Linked DNA regions of Mus musculus: all the other regions are linked to region 2. Evidence: chromatin contacts called from public promoter capture Hi-C data. All regions are on one chromosome and are shown on one strand. The core of a region is the stretch at or near the end of the contact, and the rest is flanking DNA. Distances in the headings are between cores, read along the strand shown. Region 1 holds the start of Paqr9 (progestin and adipoQ receptor family member IX). Region 2 holds the start of Zbtb38 (zinc finger and BTB domain containing 38). Region 3 holds the start of Copb2 (coatomer protein complex, subunit beta 2 (beta prime)).

Region 1 (2,700 bases), core at 172-2,671, 1.2 Mb after region 2:
GGAACTTCCTGATGACTAGTCCCAGGCAAACCACCAGCAGCAGCATGTAGCCCACTGTGCCCGAGAAGGTGGGCGCGGCAGGGGGTGCCTGGAGGAACTGGCGCAGGCCCTCTTCCACGTAGTACACCTGGTCATAGATGCTGAGGAAAGTGAAGATGTGGAAGAGCTGATGGCTGTGGCCAATGATGTCGAAGAGACCCGGCTGGATGCGCTCAGGGATCTTGCTCACGTTGAAGAAGGCGGCCACCACCAGCCAGAAGTAGCGGCGGTAGAAGTGCACGAAGAGTGTGGGGTTCTCGCCTCGCAGGTCGAAGAGCCAGCTCTCTAGCATAATGGGGCAGGCCATGCTGAGCGGCATGACGAAGACGAAGGTGCGCAGGGCGAACGGGTAGGAGCACCAGTCGGTGCGGCTCTTACAGCAAGCCACGGTGCAGGCCACAGCCAGCACGAAGGCCACGGGCAGCACGAGCGCGCGGTAGACCGCGATGAGGCGGGTGCAGTCCACGTGCCAGCCCAGGCGCTGCTGCACATACGGCGTCATGACCCTGGCGTCCAGCAGGCTCAGGCTGGGCAGCAGGTAGTAGTAGTAGGCCACGGTGCTGCCGAAGCCATAGTAGCTGATGGAAGCGTAGTCCAGGTAGAAGAAGGCGGCGCGCAGGCGCAGCGACAGGCAGCTGAACACGTGCGCCGTGCAGCTCATGGCGAAGGTCAGCAGCACCCCCGACGCATAGCACCACAGCGGCAGCAGCCAGGGGTGGTGGAAGGGCACATCGCTGCCGCCCAGGAAGAAGAGGCGGCAGAACTTACTGAGGAACAGCAGCAGCGGGATGAAGTGCGTCCAGAAGTTGAGCGTCTCATTGGTGGGCTTCAGCACCGAGGCCAGGCACTCTTGCGCGGTGCACGGCAGCCGCCGGTAGCCGGACAGGATGAAGCACTCCACGAAGTCATCGGGCACCTCGTCCCAGCGCAGCAGCGGCTTGGTCGTGGCCGCCGGCGGGCTCCGGGGGGCGGAGGCGGAGGCGGGATGCGAGCGCCGGGAGGTCGAGGCCGGCGGTCCCTTCACGCCGGCGCCCCGCTGCTGCAGGCGCCGCGGCATGGTGCCCCGGGCTTAGCTAGGGCGCGCGCGAGGCCACCGCGGGCGCCGGGCGCCGTCGGAGCCTTTGTGCGCGCGCGCGCGCGCGGGACCGCGGCCGCAGGTTGGCTACGCGGCCTCGGCTTGGAAGCGGGCTGCTCCGGGGGCTCGGCGCACCGGGCGGGAGGCTGCTGCTGCGCGCGCGGCTTGCCGGCGGCGTCCTCGCCACGCTCGGGTCTCTCAGCCCGCGGCCGGCCGCGCTGCGGTGGCGGCGGTGGCGCGGCTGACTGCGGCGGTGGTGGCGGTGGTGGCGGCGGCGGCGGCGCGGCGGTGACTGGGCATCGTGCGCGCGGGGCGGGCGGCGGGAGGCGGGATGTGCGCGAGGCGCTGGCGGGGGAGGGCGGCGCCGCGCAGGGCGGGGGCCCCCGGGGTTAGGGTGTCTGCGCCGCGGCGGGGGGATGGAGGTGTCCCCTGTCTTGCGTCTCCTACCATCCCCCCCTTCTCGGGCTGCGACCGCTCGGGCCGCCGCGTTAATGATTGATGCGGGGCCGGAGGCTGGCCAGAGACGCGGCCGCCGGCGCCCAGGGCGAGAGGGTGGGCAAGGGTGGGCGAGGGGGTTCGAAGTGCGACAGCCACGCCGGCGTTCTAGAGGACACTGGGGACCCGAGTTCGTGGGGGGCGGGGAGCCGGGCTGGGCGGAGGGATGCTCTAACTGTAACCTGCGGAGGTGTCAGGGAGGGCACTGCGGTACCCGCTTAGAGACGGTGTCCGAATCCGAGCTTGGCGGTTGTCAGACAGCTGGTGCTGCCTGCCTCTCTGTTCTGCTGTCTGTCATCCGTGTGTGAGTGTGTGTGTGCCCCCCTCTGTGTGTGTGTGTGAGTGTTGCCCTCCTACTCAATCCACGTCAAGTCCTAGTTTATTTCCTTACTCTAGCGGACCTATTCAGGTGCGTCACTATCCTCCTCCTCTCTCTCTTTGTGGTGTCTAAAGGGACCTAAAGGGACAATTCCCAAGCTGGTCTTCAGCTCAACTCACCAACTCGGAAGCCCCAGCTTACTCCTCTGTGGCTTCTTTAACTAGGAATCCGATGAAGAGCTCAGGAGCGCTCGACAACGGATTTTCAGGAACAGTTTCAGATGATGGTTTGGGGATTCAGAACGCCTCTAAGGAGCCGGGGAATGTATTAAAAAGGGTTTCCCAAGCAGAGCTGTGCAGGAGCCTCGGGAGGAAGCAGATGAGGGAAGACTATAGGCGTCTTCTAGAACAAACCAGAAAAGAGAGTTGAGAGGGTTCCTAGAGGCTTAGCATCGATGGTTTAGAGAAACCTATGCATAATTAACCTTAGAAGTACCTGGCAGGTCTAGTATGAGTTTCTTCAGGCAAGGGGCCCGAAGAAAAGGAGACTTGAAGAGTTCAGAGGTTTGTGATGAGCAGCGGTGTGAAAAATATCATAACCTAGACTTCCAAGATGGGGGTCTCCCAGTGACGTCTCAAATGTTCACCGTGTTCCATCTTTCAGTGATACTCCGGGTGTGGCTTCATCTGACCGGAGTCTTCACCTTGGTATAACAAAGATATACATACAGTTTTGAGGTGTTAGGCACTTGATGTCTTACAGCTTTAAAATA
Region 2 (2,709 bases), core at 173-2,672:
ACCTTCAATGCTCAGACGTGTCTGAAGTTAGAGAGCACTTACAATGCTAGGTGCTATTGTAAATGATCCACGTGTATTATTTAATTCAATTTAAAAAAATCACCTAGGAGGTAGACATTAATACTAAAACATATTGCATGTTAGGTACCAAAGCTGAAGGTCAGAGAAGTGGCCGTACATAGCAACAAACCTAGGCTGTCAACACAGGCCTGCTGAATCCAGAAGGCCAACCAACCTTGCCCGCTACCTCCCACCGGTCCCAGGGAATCAGCCACAGCCATACAGCTTACAGACTTCCCAGTCTTTGTGCACCAGTTTTCCCGAATTTTAAAATCATCTTCAGAGTTTCTAAAAGCCTCAATGGAAACACAAACAGGCAATTAGACCACGAGTTTCTTCAGTTTTGTTTTTTAAGGCTGGTATCTACCATTGCCAACAAGTTAGATCAGGTCTTGTGGAAGTTCTCATTGGCAGTTATGTAGACAAAAACATTCAAGCTCCCTTTTTTTTTAAGGGGAAGATGAATCATTACTTAATACATGCAGTTTAGTGGAGTTAATCTGTGAACACTGGCCTATGGAGCGAGAGAATAAAAGGGTGTTTGGCATCGAGAAGGTCGGGAACTGCTCGTTACATGTGTATGCACGTTGCCCAACCTGTCAGCCTTCACAACTCTGCATTTTTTTAAGTGACACCATTCTTCCTGCATCGTTTATGGGGCTTTACTTTGCATATAGTATTAAAAATCTACTCAGCTCACCAAAATGATCATATTCTTAATGTTTGGTCAAGGAACTGGGGTGCATAAATGGCAAGTACTGTATTCCAGGAAAATACCCTTTTTCAAAACCTTAAGGTTTTGCCAGGGAGCGAGTCGTTTTCCAAAGGACACACACACACACACACACACACACACACACACACAAAATCAAAAACTAAAAACAAACAAAAAATACTAAAGACTCAATGCTGGATGGTTCAAAACAAACACCTGCACTTAGGTGTGCGTGGGGCAGTAGGTGCCACACTGCGAATCTGTGTGGGAAGGATGTCAGCGGGCAGTCGGTGGCTTTTATTTTTTTCATTGCATGAAACAGTTCTTATACCATGGTGGGAAATAATCCAGGCGTCCCCTGACAGCCATGAGAAAGCACAGGTGACACCCTGTTCTCAGAATTTGGTGCGGGTTAAAACTGCATAGGGTGCCCGGGGCCTGCTCGGTGGCTGCGCAGCATCTGTGCGAGCCTGGCTCTGCCGCAGTGGCGCCGGGGGGTGCGGGAGCCTCGCGGCCTGCAGCGTCCCGGAAGCCCTGCGCGTCGGCGCCCGAGGTCGAGCGACCGTCCGGCCTGCACTGCACCAGGGGCAGACCGGGGCGTCCGGGCCCAGCCGCCGGCGTCCATTTTCTGGGCGGCGCTGCGGCCGGACTCGCAGGTCCGGAAGCGCCATGGACCCCGCGGGAAGCGCGCGGGCGGCGGAGCGGAGCCCCGTAAGTGCGCGGGGTCCGCGCGACTCCGGGGCGTGGAGGTGGGGAGGCGGGAGCCGGTGGGCAGCGCTCGCGCCGGGCTGCAGCGGACGCGGAGCGGAGCGGAGCCTACGGAGCAGCCAGCGTCCGCAGGTGCCCGCGTCCCGCCCCACCAGGCTCGGCTGCAGGGGGGCAGCGGGGAGTGACGCGCACCTGGGGCTCGGGACTGTCGCGCCTCCCCTCCGGTGAAGCGCAAACCCGGGCTGCTTCCTGACCCTACCCGTTCGCGATGAGATCCTAGTGCGACACCAAGCCCCTGGAATTGAACCGGATGTTCAAAGGCAGGGCCCTGCCTCCAGGGGTTGCAGCCTTGGCCTCCTGCTCCTGCTTGCTGCAGCCGTCTGTCCGTTGGGACAATTCAACAGTCAGCCTTTAGACACCTCTTTGCAGGTTAGCTGATAAATAACCTGAGATTTTAATCTGTCTGCGCTTCCACTTTATAACTCCTGCTTTGCGGTGGGTAAGTGCCTGGTTCCCATTCTGGATATTGGGCCTGATTGGAAAACCCTTGTAATGATCGGTTCTAAATGATAACCGTTTATGTTGCGTATGCATATTTGAAAGGTTAAAGGGCATTCACCTAATTGGGAAGCTCAAGTGCTTGCTCTGGTTCGCGTGGCTGGAAAGACTCGTTTTGTTGTGGTTTCAGAGAAACTTATAGCGTCTTACAGTAGCTAAGATCAAAGAGCAGAGTTTGTGTTTTGTGACAGGGTCTGGTTAAGGAGCCTAGAATGGTTAATAGGTTAGCCCAAGCTGGTTTCGAACTTGCCACTTGCAGCGGTTGACTGACTGCTAGGATGATAGGCCTTCTACCAGTGTTTTTCCAGGACCAAACACGCATTAGAATTCCTTTGATGGGTCATTGCTGAAAATTTTGAAAAGATTAGAATATATAGTGCGAAAAGACTAGAAAAAGTAACCGTTGCACACAGTACAGATAAGCATAGTTTAATGAAGCCTTTGGCTTATATAACATCATTTGTAATAAAATGGGTCACTGTCAAAAAAGCCTTTAAGACTCCAATTTAGCGTTCTGTGGTGGGGATTTTGCACCCAAATCAGACTGGGTTTGTGCTGATGTTAACCTGGGTTTGAATCCCGACACTCACCCAGGGTGACCTCCAGAAACAGGTTCACGGCACTGTTTGCAGCTGTAAAATGGGGAACTGTTCCCTACAGCTGAGGGG
Region 3 (2,700 bases), core at 40-2,539, 1.8 Mb before region 2:
CGCTCATGTCAGACACATGGTAGTAAGTTTAATTAACACCCAAGGTTTGACTTGTATAACAGGGATAATAATAATATCTCTCTTAGCATTCTGAGAATTAAAATCAGAGTTCAGTTAGAGCAGAGCACGGCTTATAGTAACCACCATAAACATTACTCATAATTATCCACAGGCTGCGGTGACAATCAGCTGGTAAATGTTTAGCAAAATGCAGGACAGTGAAATGCTCCTATGGTGAGTGAGCAAATAAATAAAGTCATGTTTTGTACTTTTTACTCGAGACTTAAAATACAGCCATCTTTTAGTATCTCTGCACATGGTTCCAGTATCCTCCACCAAATCAAAACGCTCACGTTCAGTTATTTAAGTGCTTATAATTTACCCATCACTCCTGGTCATCTCTAGATTAGTTAGAACACCGATACAGGGGTCAAAGTTGTAAAGAGTCGTTGTATACTATGACAGCACATGTTCACACAACAGTTTTCCTCAAATGTCTTCCACCGAAAGCTGGTTCAATGTGTGGGTATGGAACTCACAAACATTGAAGAAGGAAAGTCAATTTTTAATTGACTATTAAAAATATGTCTCAAAACTAAGTTAGGCAGATCTCAGGGCCTTCCCCAAAAAGGTCATCCTCTGTGTGCACAGAAGGCCCAATCAACATCAACTAGAAAACGACGAGCTGGGCTGCCATAGCATTTGAAATTTCACCTCTGGCTCCATATACATTTAACTTTGTTTAGTTCTGGTTTTCCTCTGCTTAAGTTTGCAATGTGGTGCCTGCACACTACCAAACACCTCACGCAACCTGGAAGGTGGGTTAGCAAGCACCACCCTCAATGACAGAATAAAGTGACTTGGTCAAAGTTGCCTTTGGCATCCGAGTCCTGACTCTAGCATTTACTTGCACTACCGGACCCGGTGCAGACTGCAAGGGCACTGACAGGCGCCCTGACCGCCCTGAGAGTCGGGGGCGCCGCTCCTTCGCGGGTACCCAGTTACACTACTGTGTCACCACGGCAGCCTCCCGGTCTGGCCTTCTTCCTCCCAGGACGCCAACGGGACAGGAGGACCCCGTCAGGCCGCAGCAGTAGCAGCGCAGACCGCTTCTAGCTACTGCTCCTAGCCAAGAAGCCCCGGGAACCCGCCGCAGCCGGTGGGCTCCACTCTCTGTCCCCTGAGGCCCGACTTACCATGGCTCCGACTGTCCGAGCGAGCCCCTGCCCGTCACAGGCTCAAGGCGACACACTCAGGAACCCACCGACCCGTGGACCGGCCAACCCACTGACGTGGAACTTCCGGGAAGCGACTCTCGCGGTACTCGGAGCCAGGCTCTGCGCCTGCGCACACCCTCCGTAAGGCGGTCCGTGCATGGTCCCGCCCCAGTTTCCTAGGTAACGCGGACTTCCGCGTCTCCCGCTGCTGAGCTGGCTGATGGAGTGTATTGCTGTGGCCAGAGTTGGGCGGTGACTAGCGGCGGTCTGGGCTGCTCACCTTCGGTCAGTTTCAGAAAGGCAAGAAGATGGAGCGCAGTGCTGGATTCCTGCTGAACGTCGGCAGCAGTGGAGGGGCCCGGAAGCGCTATCCGAACAGCGTGAGCCTCTGGCAGAGAAAAGAAAGCTCTAAAACTGTGTACTCCAGCGGGCTCCGGAACGGGGCCCAGAGCGGTGTCTGGGTCTTGGGTGAAACCGACCGAGGCGGAAAAGATGTGGGCGCGGCTCCCGCCTTTGAGGCTCCGAGGAGCCCTGAGATCTTGGTTCTGGAGGCTCCCGGAGGCAGTCGGGTGATTACCCTTCAAAGAGCATCCACCGGGTCGTTTGTTTGGCTATGTACCTTCAGTTGGTGGTACTGCCACATCACGTAGGAGTCGTCTCCGTTTTATTGATTGGAAATGTAAGACTCAAAGAACTCAGGTTTACTGGCCAAGATGGCATAGTAAGTAGTGTTGTTAAGATCTGGGCTCAGGGGAGAATACGCCCTGGAAGCCCAGTGCTCTATCTGCTATGCCAAAATAGCTCTTTAATAAATTAGTTGAATTTCAAAAAAATGATTGCCAGGAAAAGTGCAAATACATTGTGTATCGATTTCACACACCTTTTAAAAAGATAATGCTATGAAACAAATGGAAGTTGCCCTTAGCTCCTTATAAACCTCTAGTTGGAGAAAAGCCTAGGTTTCCAGAAAGGAATTGTATAGCCTGAGAGAAGTAAGGGTGAGTTTTCATTAGGTAGTGCCTGGCTCTTGGGAGATTTATAGGCCTCAGTTTTTCATATACAAAAAGTCAGATAGTTTTCAAAGATCCATTTTTACTATTCTGTCAGTAAAAACAAATTTTCTCTCAGTAATGAGATTTTTACATAATTGACATGAATAATCACATAATCGCATACTGTAGCGCAACCAATTGCAAGAATTAGTTGAAACTTTTTAAAATGTGAACTATATCTAGTGTGGAGAATAGCTGGGCTTCTATTATTTTTGATTCCTTAATTCTCTTTGCATTTTTAATTTGACACAGTATCAATAAATATAAAATAAAATAACATCTCCATTCCACAGAACCTGTTGATAATACTTAAATCTATATAACACCTGTAGTTTACCTGCTGGAGAGTTAAGCCCCCACCTGCCGTGCTCATTTTGTGTCTCCATCTTTTGCTGCTGCAGGTCAGCAACATCAAGTTCTGCAATAGTGAC

The links. Promoter capture Hi-C pulls out the DNA fragments that hold promoters and counts their contacts.
Region 1: a promoter capture Hi-C map of hippocampal neurons shows a contact between it and region 2, with 3 times the contacts expected there. The contact joins the promoter of Paqr9 here to the promoter of Zbtb38 in region 2. A contact is called at or near these places in 2 of 39 promoter capture datasets (hippocampal neurons and liver).
Region 3: a promoter capture Hi-C map of liver shows a contact between it and region 2, with 4 times the contacts expected there. The contact joins the promoter of Copb2 here to the promoter of Zbtb38 in region 2. A contact is called at or near these places in 4 of 39 promoter capture datasets (hippocampal neurons, liver and pre-B cells).

The regions. Positions count from the first base shown.
Region 1 is chr9:95,558,355-95,561,054 of GRCm38.p6, reverse strand. It overlaps Paqr9 (progestin and adipoQ receptor family member IX), which reads right to left and starts at 1,421. Exons shown (of 1, transcript NM_198414.3): 1 at 1-1,421. The coding sequence starts at 1,096.
Region 2 is chr9:96,718,563-96,721,271 of GRCm38.p6, reverse strand. It overlaps Zbtb38 (zinc finger and BTB domain containing 38), which reads left to right and starts at 1,422. Exons shown (of 3, transcript NM_001359959.1): 1 at 1,422-1,486.
Region 3 is chr9:98,562,320-98,565,019 of GRCm38.p6, reverse strand. It overlaps Copb2 (coatomer protein complex, subunit beta 2 (beta prime)), which reads right to left and starts at 1,289. Exons shown (of 22, transcript NM_015827.2): 1 at 1,197-1,289. The coding sequence starts at 1,199. It overlaps 4930579K19Rik (RIKEN cDNA 4930579K19 gene), which reads left to right and starts at 1,409. Exons shown (of 1, transcript NR_029444.1): 1 at 1,409-2,560.